Linked DNA regions of Sus scrofa: region 2 is linked to region 1. Evidence: chromatin contacts called from public HiChIP or PLAC-seq data. All regions are on one chromosome and are shown on one strand. The core of a region is the stretch at or near the end of the contact, and the rest is flanking DNA. Distances in the headings are between cores, read along the strand shown.

What was found. HiChIP or PLAC-seq counts read pairs in DNA pulled down with a chosen protein or histone mark.
Region 2: an H3K27ac HiChIP or PLAC-seq map of skeletal muscle shows a contact between it and region 1, with 2.9 times the contacts expected there. The contact joins the promoter of LOC110259558 here to the promoter of L2HGDH in region 1. A contact is called at or near these places in 2 of 2 datasets of contacts at active chromatin or transcription factors (alveolar macrophages and skeletal muscle).

The regions. Positions count from the first base shown.
Region 1 is chr1:180,066,723-180,071,540 of Sscrofa11.1, forward strand. It overlaps L2HGDH (L-2-hydroxyglutarate dehydrogenase, mitochondrial), which reads right to left and starts at 2,446. Exons shown (of 10, transcript XM_001926818.5): 1 at 2,204-2,446. The coding sequence starts at 2,343. ATP5S (ATP synthase subunit s, mitochondrial) reads left to right here and starts at 2,435. Exons shown (of 5, transcript XM_013993389.2): 1 at 2,435-2,585. The coding sequence starts at 2,450.
Region 2 is chr1:180,590,521-180,595,127 of Sscrofa11.1, forward strand. LOC110259558 reads left to right here and starts at 1,823. Exons shown (of 3, transcript XM_021085051.1): 1 at 1,823-2,106; 2 at 2,180-2,656; 3 at 2,835-2,925. The coding sequence starts at 1,823. The coding sequence ends at 2,615. It overlaps NIN (ninein), which reads right to left. Exons shown (of 34, transcript XR_002346861.1): 3 at 1,668-1,721.

The sequences.
Region 1 (4,818 bases), core at 1,196-3,695:
TCAGTTTTTCATTATCATCAAACATTCACACTAAAAATTTGAGAAGAAAACAGGAGAAAATCTTTGGTATCTAGGGCTAGATGAAGTGTTCACACCAAAAGCATGATCCATAAAAGAAAAAAATTGATAAATTGCTCTGCAAATGACCCTGTTAAGAGGGTAAGAGGACAACAAATAAATTGTGAGAAAACACTTATTTGTGAACTATATAGCTGACAAAGGACTCATTTCTCATATACATAAAAAACAAACAAGTCATTTAGAGAACAGGCAAAAGATATAAGCAAACATTTCATCATAAAGAATAGATATGATGGCAATAAAGAACATGAAAATACGCTCAGTACCTTCAGTCATTAGGGAAATGCAAACTAAAACTACAATAAGGTATCACCAGACCCCTTTCAGAATGGCTTTTTTTTTTTTTTAAGTGATAACTAAACATTGATGAGGATGAGAGGAACTAGACCAACCACACATTGCTGGTAGGAATGTAAAACAGTACAGCCATTCTGGAAAAAGAGCATGGCAGTTTCCTCAGAAACTATACCTGTGCGTACTACACGTCTTAGCAATTGCACTCTTTGGAATTTATCGCAGAGAAATGAAAACTTAATGTGCCTACAAAAATCTGTACATGTGTTCATAGCAGCTTTATTCATAATAGTCAAAACTGGAAATAGCCCAGATACCATTCAACTGGTTAAGCAAAGTGTAATACATCTAACACCACAGAGTGCTACTCAACAATTAAATGGAACCCACTATCAACACAGGCAACACCTTGGATTGATTGCAAGGATATTACGCTGTGTGAAAAAAGCCAATCTCAAAAGGTTACGTATTGTGTAATTCCACTTACATAACATTCTCAAAATTACCAAACCATAGAGCTAAAAATTTGTGGTTGCCAATGGTGAGAAAAGGTGGAGAGATGAGGTGTGAACACAAAGGGGTGGGTAACAAAATCTCTGTACTGATGGAACATTTGTTTCTTAATTGTGGTGGCAGTTACCCAAATTAACACATGTGATTAAACTGCATAGAAACACACACAAATACACAAATGAGTGCATTTAAATGATGAAATCTGAACAAGGTCTATGGATTGTACCAACGTCAATTTCCTAGTTTTGATACTGTATTACAGTTATGTAAGATGTTATTATTGGGGTAAATTGGGTGAAAAAGGCTACATGAGTACTCTCTGCTCTTTTTAAACTTCCTATGGATCTTTAATTACCTCAAAATAAAAAGTATAAATGAAACTTCACTCACCTTACTTTTCTTCTCTTAAGAAAAAGTTCCTAAAAGAACTGTCTACATACCCACACGATGAATCACTAAATCCTATTCCACTCTAACCCCTCTCCAATCTACTAATACATAGCAGCCAGAGTCAACTTTTGAAACATCAACATTTAATCACTTCTTAGAAATCCTCTAAAAGACTCCTAGCGGTCTTAGAACAAGGTTTCATACATAGTTAACACAAAAACCCTGCTGTGGTGCAGCCCCTCTCCACACGGTCTCTGTTCCTCTAAGCTCCAGTCACACTGATCTTGCTCACATTCTAGTTCTCTCAACAACCAAGAACTTTCCAGCTTTGAAACCTTCGCATAAACCATTCCCTCTACAGATAGCAGAGAAAGTCTCCAAACTTCGAATCACAGGATGCTGAATTCTGCAGGGTTTGCCTAGCAACTAACTGAGCTGCTTCTCACAGGGGCAACTCTATGCAGCATGTGTGTGCCAAGAACTGATTTAAGACCGGTTTCAGACCTTCCAAGTAAAACCATGGAGGCCAGCGAATAAACAGCCTATTTGATTGTTTACAGTGTGCTAGGTCCTTTAATCCCGCAAACGACCACCTACGCAATAGACTAGGATCCTATTCACAGCTGAGCCTTTAAGGAGCTTAAGTAACCCTCCCAGAGTGGACTAGGAGGTGGTGGATTTGTATTCAAAGCCTCAAGTATTCTTGACCTCTACTCAACACTGCCTTTCTTACTCTTTTCCTCACAGACACTACGAACGATTCCAGCAGGTAGCTCCTGGGATCAGAGGTTGGAGCCCGGGCTGCACAAGATCTCGACCTTCTCTCGCGCCTAGGACAGGGAAACAGAGCAAGGGCAGAGGTCCAGCACCAGGCACTTCTGAGAGAAGCAGCGCAAGCGGCGGGGGCGGGCCAGCGGCTACTCACCTGGTGCTGGCTCTGCGGCCACCTTGGCACAACAGCCAGAGGTTCCCTGGCGCGGGCGCGCCAGCAGCGAGGAAGCCTCCGGAGAAAGCCCCGCGGGCACGTCCGTAGACGCTGCCCAGGTAACGCAGCGCCGGCACCATCACCGGTGCCCCACTCCTACCCTGCCTCAAGCCCCAGAAGCGGCCCTGGATCCCAGCACTGCCCAAGTCCCAGTGCTGTCTAGCCCCGCCTCTTGCGCAGGGGCCAATGAGAGGCGCGCCTTTGCCTCACGTGGGAGCCGCCATTAATGGCCAATGGGCGCGCGCGGCAAAGGGCGAAGGGCAGGCCGGCGCTACCGTAGACGCCAGGGACGCTCACTCGCTCCCTCCCTCCCTTCGACGCTGTGAGTAAGGAGCTAGTCCCCGAGCGGGGCGGGACTAGGGGGTGGTTACGCTCTGCCTTTTCCCTTCTGCCCTAGCTGGGCAGACTGAAAATCTGGCGTGCCGACTCTCGCGTCCTCGACTTCGCTGCCGAGTGGACTCGGGGCCGCGAGAGAAAGTCGGGGGATGATTATGGAAAAAATTTTGGTTTGGGCAGGCCCAACAACCTCCCTTTTCTAGGCCCCGCCTTCTCAACCTCCCTCTGTCTGCGACTCTCGAAGCCCAGCCCCGCGTCACTCAAGGCCCCGCCCCGCACCGGAGGCCCCACCCCCTCTCAACCCCTCTCCACGTCACTCAAGGCCCTTTGCTGGGCACCGCAGTCTCCCACCCACGTAGGGGCGCTCGCTGCCCCGCCCTAGCTTCATTCGAACCGAGGGTCTGTCATGGCAACGCCTGTTAGCCTGCAGTTTCCTGGACTTCTATATATGGGCCTCCTAGCGCGTCATTCTTTCAGTCATTTATTGGTCCTTTAAATATTAAGAGGCTTGGTGAACCAGAGGGCTTGGTCTCTATAATTATTTAGCAATCTGTTTCCTTTTCTTAAATCCTGGACCGAGATACAGTTTTAAATATGCTGTGCGGGGCTAAGAATAGCGACTCACCTGTGCAGGTCACTTCAGATCTGTTTATCTGTAAAATGAAGGAAGTGGACTATGTGATCTTTGAAAGACCTTTGTAAAACTACGTGATTCTGTATCGCTATGCCTGTTTATCGCTATGCTCCCTATGCTTGATGGAAGTTTTTAATCTTTAGGGTCAGGACAGCTGAAGGGAACGAAAATAGAATGATGTAGCCTTATTGCTGGAAGGGCTTGATACCTCTCTGAATTTGGCTCCACTTATTAATCAGGTAGCTTGGGGAAGTCATTTCACCTCTTCGCCTCAGAACCTCCTCTGTGAACTAGGAGTTCTCCCTCATAGGGCTTTTTTTGCAGATTATATGATATAAGGCTTATCAGATGTTTAGCACAGAAAAGTGTTCAATAAAATGATGGCTTTTGTTATGTTTAAATGGTTTTATCACCTGGACAGTTGTACATATTTTCTTTATTTGTGAAGACATTGTGGAATGTTACCTGCTCGTTCATCACAAATGAAAAAAAAAGAAATAGTTTTTAGTTCGATTTTTCATTTTGAGCTAATTGTAGATTCCCATGTAGTTGTAAGAAACAGTCAAGTGATAACATCTTCTAAAATGATCATACAATATCACAACCAGGAAAATGACATCGACACAGGCCATGGATCTTATTCAGGTACCCCTCGTTTTACATGTATGTATGTAGTTCTGAATACTTCTATGGCATATGTATGTAGATTCTTGTATCCACAAGTCAAGCTGTAGCACAGTGCCATCACCACCAGGATCCCTCTGCTGGCGGGACACCCTCTTCCCCTTTCTCTTCTCCCTCTAAAGTTTTGTTATGTCAGGAATGTTATAATAAATGGAATTATATAGTATGTAATTTTCTGGAATTGGCTTTTTCACTCGGTGTAATCCCTTGAGTTCCATCCAAATTGTTGCATGTATTGATAGTTTATTCTTTATTACTGAGTAGTAGTTCATGGTATGGACATAACACAGCATGTTTAACCATTCACCCATTGAAGCTCTTTTTCAGTTCACCCATTGAAGCTCACCACATGTGAGCTCTTTCTAGTTTTTAGCTATTTCGAATAAAGCTGCTGTGAAAATTAGTGTACAGCTTTTTCTGTGAGCCTGTTTTTTGTATCTCTGGGATAAATGCCCAAGAGTCTAATTACTGGGTCATATGATGAGCACATGTTTAGTTTTGTGAGAAACTGCCAAACTTTTCCAAAGCGGCTGTACCATTTTACATTTCCAGCAGCAATATTGAGTAATCCAGTTTCTCCTCAGTGTCACCAGCTTTCAGTACTTTCACTATTTTTAATTTTAACCATTGCACAGGATGTAGTTGATTTTGAAGTATACAATTTGAGGGTCTGTGGTCAGGCTTTCATGGGTCACCCCACAGTAGTGACTTTATTACTCTGTGATTTTTAGCATGTGCTTCATAGATTAGCAAAGTGAAATAATTCAAAATACGTATGTTCTTTTTATAAAATTTTCTCTGCTTACCTCTCCCCTAGGTTTGACTGTACATTAATTTGTTTTATTTAGATAACTCAAATCACAAGCTCACCTTATATTCATTCACCCTGTAATGTCTTTGG
Region 2 (4,607 bases), core at 573-3,072, 520 kb after region 1:
CACTGGAGCTCTATTCTCCCCCTCTGTGACAGTTAACATCTTTTGATATTAAGGGTCATCACACATCAGAAATGAAAAAAGACAAGAAAAAAAAAGATACCCAGGCCATTCCGAGCAAGTGCCTATAAAATGACTGATCCTTGACATTTTAATGCAAAGACAGTGCCTGTGATGGCTGCCTTTCCGTTGCCCTTTGGAAAGCCTTTTCCTGCCTTAGCAGTATCTTTACTGATGTCTAACCCATTTAGAACATCCATAACTCTTACACTTTATCTATACTGTCGGTCAGAATGCGTTTCTCCAAGGAATCACCAGAGACCAGATGAAAATAAACAAACCTGCAAACAAACTTCACAGTTCTCTTCACCGCCTTAAGTACACTGACAACAGCAGAGGAGACCCTAACAAATTGTTTTATCAGCCAGCCTGTAATGCAACTGTTACACAGTCTGGGAATTTTCACAGCCCCTTTCAACTCCACAGCAAGACCTTTCAATATTTCAGGTCAGTACACTAGCTACTAAGGAAGACTCTAGATAAAATTAACATGACACAGAAAAAAAAAAAAAATCCTTGCAGACTGTCAAGCCTCAGGAAACAAGTAAACAGATATAAATTTATGTTAATGTATTTAAGGGAGCCACAGTGAAAATCATCCATGGTTTCAGAGGCTTAGCCTGTGTACCTTGGTGAACTTTATTAGGATTCTAATCGTAAAAAGCTACCACATCTGTCATAAAAGACTACCATGCAATCTATTTTGATTTCACAAATTCAGGAGTTAAGTTGCATGGCAAGGCTGTCTTAGGAATTCAACACCAGGAGGGGATCTGTCCCAGTTAAGTAAAGAAAGCAGAAGATCTCATAATAGCTAAGTTGTCTAGAAACAAGGTTGACGGTAGGACGATTTTTCCAGTTCCCATTTTATTGGCACCCTAGCCCTGGTTTGTCAGGGCTGAGGCTGGGAAATTGCCTCTTCCCATTGCTCCCTCTCTTTCAACTTCACAGAAAGAGCTCTGAGCAGTAAACTGTTTCCATCAGCTCTGTCCTTTTGTCAAGGACCGGTTTGGTAGCTGCAGAATCCCAGCCCCTGGAACCCAAGAAGCTACTCCCTCAATATTTCCATTCTGCGGGTCTGGCGGTCCAGGCTTTCAAGCAATAATGGAGTGTCTTTCCGTTCTTCTCCTTTTCTTAGTAATTGCACTGGGGAAATCCTTCTCTCTGCAATGATTCCGCACACCTTCTATAATTCCCACTTAACTGACGGCCATCAGCTCTCCGCTACTCAGCCTAGGCTAACACCTCAGGGTTCCCTAGACAGGTTTCACTTCAGTTTCTCAGCCACAGGGCTGCCCGGGTGGCACAAGGCAACCGAATAACCGCCCCTTCTGCTCCCTCCCGGACTCAAGTCCGCTCCTCGACCATCACACAGCAGCTGCTTTCAGCTGGCAGCTGCGGGCCGGGACCACGCAGGCAGCGAAGGTGCCCAGACCCCGCTGCGCTGCAGACCCGGGAGGTGAGGTGCGGCCGGTGCGGGGGCGCGTCGCCCAGGTCCCCGGCAGCCTGCGAAGCGGATGCGCCCCCGACTCGCCTGCCCTTCACCACCCCCAGAAACCTCACTGGGTCCCCAGGAAGCAGGTCTCTCGGCCCCCGCCATCCTCGCCTACCTTCTGTCGGCCTCTCCGTCGCGTCCGCACAGCCGGCCGCCTGCCTCCAGTGCTCTGCAAAGCGGGGGAGGACGCTTTGTTAGGGCTCGGGGAGCGGGACAATACTTCGCAGCCGACGCCGGGGTTCCGGGCGGGCGTCCTTCAAAAGGACGCGAATGGGGACCCGCACGAGCGTCATTTCCATATGTAAGGAGCCAGCGCTCACAAAAGCGCGGCTCCCGGAGGCTGCGGCGCGCATCCTCCACGCCCGCCCGCTCGCCCCCCGCCCGCGCAGCCCGCGCTCCTTGACCTGCCCCTCCTCCGCCGCCCACGCCGCCCCCTCCCCGCCTCGTCCCGCGGGAGCGCCCCGGACCGAGTCGGCCGCCACCCCCTGCTCCCGGCCCGCGGGGACAGCCACCGCCGAGCCCTGGCCTCAGAGGGGAAACCCCAGCCTGTCACGGTGCCGGGGCCGCCCCGGAGCACAGGGCCTCGCCGAAGCGCGGGGGCAGCCCGAGGCCTCTGCACACCCCCAGGCCGCGGGGCGGGGGTCCCCGGGAGAGAGCTCTGCGCTTACCGCGTCCCGGGGCTCAGGCGGCCGGCGCCGCCGCGGGGACCATGACCGCGGGAGCACTCGAGCTCGGACGCGGCGGCGGTGGCAGCGGGATAGCCGCGCCCAGCGCGCTCGGCTACCCGCTCGGCTGCGGCCACCCGAAGCTTTGGACGCCGGGGAGGAAGGGCCAGGCCCCGCGCGGGGAGGAGGAGCTAGGGCGACGCCGGCCAGGGCGCGGCTCCTCCTCCGCGGCCCGCGCAGCTGGGGCCGCTGAGGGAGGAGCGCCGGGCGCCGCCCTGACACTTGCAGGGGTCCGTCTCCCACGCGCTCCACCACCTCTGCGACTCGGGTGGCCGGAGCACCGCGGAGCCCGGTCCCGTTTTGTCTGGGACGCTGGGGCTGTCGCCTGGGAGATTTGAATTTGAAAACGCCGCGGCTCGCGGGAGCCCAGGCGGAGGAGGTCAGCGCCCTGAGGTCGACCCCCCTGCCCAATAGCCTCTCCTTTCTTCCAAAGGGAGCGCACACACCCCTCTGCGCCTACAACACCTGGCTGGCGACGTCTCCGGGTCGGGGAATGGTCCCTACCTCCAGCCCGTGGAACCTCAGGGTGGAGATTCAGGTGCCTCTCTTGCCCCCAGGAGGCCTTGGATTACTCAGCCCTCGAGCGTCCATTGGCGGTCATTGGAAGAGGGGTCCAGGAGGTGGAAGAGCTCCGGACTTGACTCTGAACCTTATGGAGCAAATGCGACCCTCTTACCAGGTTTAGACTGGCTTCCTTACCTGCCACCTGTCCTTTTAGGCTCCCTCCCTCCCGCTATCCAGCCTTCCCCGGGTACATCCAACCCTCGGTCGGTCAATAGCCACAGAGGACAGAAACTCCTTGGCGTTGCTCAGCATTTACTGGCTCCTCCCTCCTATCCCTACTCCTCTGGCTCCCCGAGTCTCTGCTTCTCACTCCCCTCATCCCTACACCCCTGACCTGGATGCAGACAGGATCCCAGTCCAAGCCTAGAGGTGTCAGCGGTGGGCCGGAGGTGACACCACTGTTCTCTCTTTAGGCTGCGGGATTGAATGTGTTGCCCTTGAAGAAGGAGACACCTGATTTATTATAATACACAAGCCTGGTTAGCTCAGCAAGAAACTAGAGAATGCTCCCCTGCTACTGAAAGAACAAGGGATAGACAGGAAAGAAACTACCAGTTATTGAGAATCCAGTGTGCTGCAAACTCTACAGGATGAACTTACCTAGTCCTCACACCACCCTTAGGTGGCAGACGTTTTTATATCCATTTTGCAAATGAGGAAATTGGGCCTCAGAGAAGTGAAGGAATTTGCTCAGGACCACATAGCTAGTTGGCAGAGCTGAGATTCAAAAGCAGATCACACGTGACAAAATTGCATAGATCTAAATATATACTCACACAAATGAGGAGTGAATGTAAAACTGGTGACATTTGAATAAACCCCTAGGATTGTACTGATGTCAATGTCGTGGTTGTGATATTATACTACAATTATGCAAAATGTTATCATGGGGGGAAATAGGGCAAAAGGTCTATAAGGGGTCTTTCTGCATTATTTCTTACAAATTAATGTGAATCTACAGTTAACTTGAAGTTTTAGAGGAGTTCCCTGGTGGTCTAGTGGTCAGGATTTGATTTTAGTGCTTTCACTGCTACTGCCCAGGTTCAATCCCTGAACCTGGGAACTGAAATTCCACATCAAGCCACTGCATGCCACCAAAAAAAAAAAAAAAAAAGTAAGAGGAAAAGAAAATAAAAATGAAAAACAAAGTTCTGTGAGTTCCCCCTGTGGTGAAGTGGAAATGAATCCGACTAGGAACTATGAGATTGTGGGATTGATCTGGCCTCGATCAGTGGGTTAAGGATTTGGCACTGCCGTGAGCTGTGGTGTAGGTCACAGATGCGGCTTGGATCCCACACTCATGCACTTTATGTGTGGATGTTCAGTCCAGTAATAATTACACAACACACATGCATGCCATTTGTTATGGGAATAGCTAACCTGTTATCAGATTCCTTATGTAGACATCATCTTATAAGAGAGTATATTCACTGAGGGCTTAAACAGCCAACAGTCTTAGAAGGTAAGAAAGAAGAGATGTTTTTTCTTATTAGAGACCCAATCTTGCCATGGGAGCTCATCCTACAAGTTCTCCAAGTTGTTTTTTGTTTTTTGTTTTTTGGTTTTGTTTTTTTTTTTTTTGCCACATCCACAGCATACTGAGGATCCTGAGCCAGGGATTGAATCCAGGCTGCAGCTGTGATCTATGCCATAGCTGTGGCAACACTGGATCCTGCTGCACTGGGCCCAGGATCAAACACGTGCCTCCTCACTGACTGGAGCCACTGTAGTCAAATACTTAACCCACTACAGAAAGAACTCCAAGC